Regions from separate parts of the Gossypium hirsutum genome. Here region 1 is linked to region 2. Evidence: chromatin contacts called from public Hi-C data. All regions are on one chromosome and are shown on one strand. Each heading gives the region's core, a stretch centred on a gene start, on an enhancer-like site or on the middle of the called end of the contact. The rest is flanking DNA. Distances are from core to core; before and after follow the strand shown.

Region 1 (2,700 bases), core at 173-2,672, 350 kb after region 2:
ATGTAAAACAATTATTTCGTGTACTAAATTGTCAAAACCTTGCTTATCAAAGTAGAAAAAAAGGGGACAAATGAAGTCTGTTTTCGTCTAAACATTAAACTTATCTTAGTGCTTTCATTCAAGGATGCCTCCAATGGCCATTATACACACTAGCACACGTGTAAAAAGAAATGAAAAGAAACCAAAAAGGTGATTTCTCTAGATTTGATTATCGCTTGGGAATTTAAATAAAAATAAAAAATAAAAAGCAAATAATGCATAAAGTAATTAGACATGAACAATACATGGAGATGTTACATTTTTTTTAAAGAATAACAAACTGTTTTTATTCCACTGTAATTAGATGTACAACAGTCCAATCTCTACAACCATCCGGTCTTTACGCGTGTCACACCACCAATACAATCAACCATCCGAACCCAAAATAATAGAATCGTCATCATCAAACATACATAACAAATAAATTAAACAAAAACCAAAAAGTAGGGTGCAATGAAAAATATAAAGTAAGAGAAAAAAACACTACTCGAAAGAACAAAAGAGAGCATGAAAGTAAAGATTCTCAAGAATCATGATCCAAAACCCAAAAAAGCTGGACTTCACTTCACTTTCTTAAGCCAAAACGGCAGCGAAGAAAGTGGCGGCAAGAGCGATTGCACCAATGAAAACACCGTTGGTGGAGGCGGCAGAGGGAGGAGGGCCTTGGTCGGCAGTGGGCTCGGAGGCTGGAGCAGGTCCACTTGATGGGGTAGGACCTGGAGGGGAAGCGATTGAAGGAGAAGGTGAAGAAGCTTCAGGAGAAGGAGATGGGGAAGTGGTGGGTGATGGGGTTGGAGCTGGAGATGCAGATGGGGTTGGGGTTGGGGATGGGGATGGGGATGGGGTTGGGGTTGGGGTTGGGGTTGGGGTTGGGGTTGGGGTTGGGGTCGGGGTTGGAGTAGCAGCTGGCGGTGGTGGAGATGTGGGTGGGGATGATGTGGGTGGTGCTGTTGGTGCTTGAGCCATACAAGCGGTGGCCAAAAGACCCAACATCATCAAAACCTTAAACATGGTAGCATTCATCTTGGCTTAAAACTCAAAAAACTTGGACAGGAAAGAAAGGAAAAAAGGAAGAGTCTTTTCTTTGTTTTCTCCTGGAGTTTGGTAGTGAGGGAACTGAAAAGAGGGAGGGAATATAAAAAGGAAGGCGATAGTGGAAGTGGACAGCACGGAAAAAGAGACGAAATAACAAAAACAATAACGCAAGTTGATTCTTTCAGATTGTTTATACAAAACTATATAAATATATGTTATACTTATATATTCTTAATTATTAGCATCCCATCCATAATTACATACATGCAAGCACATAATATGACATGGTGGGATTAGCTAAGCAATGCGTTACGTTTAATTATTTTTACACTTTTAACTAATTATTATTTTTTCAGCTTCTTCAAAGATCGGATACAAAAGCTGTAGGTAACCTGTAAGGGCTATGATTCTGACACCTGTCCTTGATTAGATGAACTTAATAACCTCAATTACTGATGTAAATTTTGGATTTAGCCGCTGATTTATCGTGTAATGCCACAAAGGGTTGGGCAATTGTCGGTTGCTTAAGGTAAGTAAAATGTCCTTTTCTATATATCAGAGGGTTTTGACAAATACATCATATTTTTCTAGTATAAAAATAAAAATATTGGTCACCTTTTTCCCTAAGCAGACTACCTTCCGCGTTAAACTTTTCAACTACTTCTTCAAAGTAGTCGGTGATATTACTTCAATAACCCCTTTGAATATTTCTATGGTATACACATGATTAACTCTGGATCCAAATAATCTCATCTATTTGTTTTTATTATATTAGGGTTAGCTCTTTGATTATTTCTCGGAATAATTAAAGATTTAAGTCTAAACATGGGGTTTCAGCACAGACGTCAAGATCACAATGGCTGTGATTGATGGTGATACTTTGTTTACACCGTAGATGATTTTATCATTAATTAAATGGATAATTAATAATTACATTTGTTTAATGGTTAGCTGAGAAGTAGCCGTTTTCTGGAAATAATTGGGGACAGAGTAATTAGAATAAAGAAATAAATAAAATAATTAAAAAGAGCCGTTACAAATGGAAAATAACTAACACGTTCCCATTTGTGAGCCAAATGAGGCTGTGTCTTCTGGTCCAGCTCCAAGACAACGCGGAGAAGTTTGAAGAAGTCGTGATACTTCCTTTTCTTGGACGACAAGTGTTTTTAGGTCAGCAATAGGAGACACGCGGTAAGCTGAGAAAGGTGTTGTATGAAATTTAGGGTGAACCTGGCTGATGCTTTTTGAGTGGTTGAATCGTGACAACCAATGGAGGAATTAGCCAGACTATTTTATCGGGAATAATAAATTATTTAAATCACGAATTATGAATAGAAAGGAGCTGGCAAAAGCTGGCAAAAATTTAGAGAATTTGGGGAGAATTTGAGAACACAGCCATATTACCAAATTATTCCGATTTTAAAATTTTGACAATTTCGGACTTAATATTTAATTCTAACATTTTCCTTTTTCATCCAATTGTATTTAAGAACTATTCACTCATTTGACCTGGCGCAATTGTATTTTTTTTTAATTAACACTAACATTTCTTTTTTTGGGCAAATAACATCTTGGCTGAGTTTTTTAAGGTTACAGTCTTTTTAACCTTTTGATTAAGTGCAATTA
Region 2 (2,700 bases), core at 28-2,527:
AAATTAATATTCTATAGTACCAGTTCTCCAAGCTGTAGATTTTTAAAACGTACAATGAGTTGAATTGGACAGCTTTTCACTTCAATGAAATTAAAAATGGCAGAGAAGGGGGAGGTGTACCTACCAAAGCATGACTCCAGAGGCGGCTGAGAGTTTGATGAATTCCCAAAGGCCAGAAAATGCTTCAATGGTGAAACCGGTCCAAGTTAGAGGACACCCTCCGCAAACAGTGTAGGCAAAGAGTCCCAAAACCAGAATCCACCAAGAAAAATTCAAGGTAACCACAGTCCCAACCACCCCAAGCTGAAGCCTATACACAAACACCCAACTTATGAAGATATGGACCAAAAGAGCCACCAGGGAAACCCATGCAATCACCATGTTTTTAAGCTGGCTCTGCAAGAACCTTTGCAGGGGAAACTGAAACGCAAAGCTGAAATGAAGCGGTATCATCCACATAGAAACGATCCCCGATAGCTCCGCCACATCTTGCGGCTGTCCCAATAGTTTCAACACCGGGGAAGCAAACAGATACAAAGGCAAAAGCAAAATACAACATAGGAAAAGAACAATCCATGAACGTTGCATGTATACGCCCAACATGTAGTATTTCTTTGCTCCAAAGGCTTGGCCACAGAGGGTCTCGAGAGCACTTGCCATCCCCAACTAATAAAAAACAAATGAAACGTTAAGCAAAGAACCAAATAATGGACCATGTAGATGAGAGTAAGGATATAGGTACCAGGAGGCCAAAGTCGAACCCCACGATGACATTATTTGCAATGGAAATGGCAGCAAGCTCGAGATCCCCAAGGTGGCCTGCAAAGGCTTGAGTGATAACCAGCATGGAGTAAGAGGCAAGGCGGCTGAAGATTGCAGGGCCAACTATCTGCCAAAGCTTACTTGATTCGATCCATACCCGTCTCCTAAGGGATTGGTTTTGATCATCTTGTTCAACTTTCAATCCTTCTACCGGACCTAAATCTTCAATCAAAGGGACCTTTGCTTCCTTCAACGCACCATGACTCGACATATTTTCTGCTCGCTTCTCGTCTATCGATCTATTTCTTATTCTTGGGGGTTCAATGAACTGAAAAATTCAGGACCGTGTTGTTTCTACGACGCATATATACGCACATATATCGACAAACACATTTTTTTATACGATTTGTATTTAATTACTTAATTAATATACATAAATTCTCGACTGATATAGATATCCATCGGCATGAAATTTTTTATATGTACGAAGAGTTGATTATATTATTAAATTTTAGAGGAAAGAGCGTATGAAACTGTATTTTTATATAATTTTTATTATTTTTCAATAAGAGAATCACAAATTAAATTTTTTCTTTTTTAACATTTTCAGTTGAGATTTTAATTTTTTCAAAAAGAAAAATCTGATTTATCCATACAATCTCTTCTCTAAATGATAGGTATACATCAAAGTCAATAAAATACAAATCATACATAAAATAAATAAATTTTTCATCTAAATTTATATATATATTAAAATATGTAAGAATTTTTCGAGCTAATCAAAATAATCATAAATAAGTAGTATATTCTTAAAATTTTCATGGTAAATATTTTCTAACTTTCAATAAAAGTTAATCAGTAAGAGTCCTCCATGGACTTCATATTGATAGGTAACAATTTTCAGTTTGGCTTTGGTCATTTATTTCGAAAGGAAGGCGATGGGGCGCTAGTTAATTAATATCGATATCTGTTGTTGGCGACTCGGTCCCAAGAGGGACTGGAAATATAGACACGTCGGTTGGCAGCTATTCTCGGCCTCTGCAATGTCACATGAAAAAAAAACAACACAAGTATGTCATTGCTCACCGCATCATATTTTTGGCACCATTCCAATCCTTGAGGTTTCTGCTTTTAGGTCGGGTACGGATCATAAGGACTATTCTTACGTCTTTGTCCGGGTCACCATCTTCTTCAATTCATAATTTCTGTTAGTGAATTATAATACGATAAAATTCGAACAATCAACGCGATTAATATAACTCAAATTTAAATTACACCTAAAACAGTAAATACTTTGATCATCTATCACATTAGATTCCATTTCATAAAATTTTAGTACTATAATAATTAGCTGTTCAAATATTTTATTATTTCTAATCATAAGTTTTTTGAATTAAAGCCAAGGTTGATTTTGCGTGGGACTTCTCTTGGACTCCTGGTTGAAAGCCATTTTTTCAATCCTAGTCATAATGTCCAAATAAAATATTAATTAAATAAGTAGTTTTTTTAAATTAAATATTAATTTTAAATAAGATTTTAAGTCAAATTAAAAAACCATAATTTTAGTTTTTGAAAAGTGTTTTTTTTTTAAATCACTTTTTATCTTCTTATTAAATTTTATATTCTACAACATCGTGTTTAAAATAAACATTTTATCTTATTAAATACTATTAAAATTTTTAAAAACATTTTTCAATAAATTTACTCTTAATTTAGGATTTTCATTCTTTGGTTTAAATATTTTAAAGCTACTTATAATTTTTTGAAATTTTAATTTTGAGATATTGAGTTATGTATCTTTTATTTAAAAGTTTTGATTCATTCGTTAAAGTTAATGATGTCAAAGGTAAAATAATTTTTTAGCTTTTAATATTTACATTTTTTGGTCAATTTGATCATTACCTTTTAAATGTAGAGTAAACTACACTAGTAGTCACC

Evidence for each region. A called contact is a pair of places that touch in the nucleus more often than the background predicts.
Region 1: a contact with region 2 is called in a Hi-C map of leaf, with 2.2 times the contacts expected there. The contact joins the promoter of LOC121209853 here to the promoter of LOC107898598 in region 2. A contact is called at or near these places in 4 of 34 Hi-C or Micro-C datasets (all in leaf).

The regions. Positions count from the first base shown.
Region 1 is chrA11:52,863,180-52,865,879 of Gossypium_hirsutum_v2.1, forward strand. It overlaps LOC121209853 (classical arabinogalactan protein 4), which reads right to left and starts at 1,423. Exons shown (of 1, transcript XM_041081611.1): 1 at 299-1,423. The coding sequence starts at 1,062. The coding sequence ends at 613.
Region 2 is chrA11:52,515,412-52,518,111 of Gossypium_hirsutum_v2.1, forward strand. It overlaps LOC107898598 (protein DETOXIFICATION 27), which reads right to left and starts at 1,278. Exons shown (of 8, transcript XM_016824102.2): 1 at 743-1,278; 2 at 125-666; 3 at 1-32. The coding sequence starts at 1,033.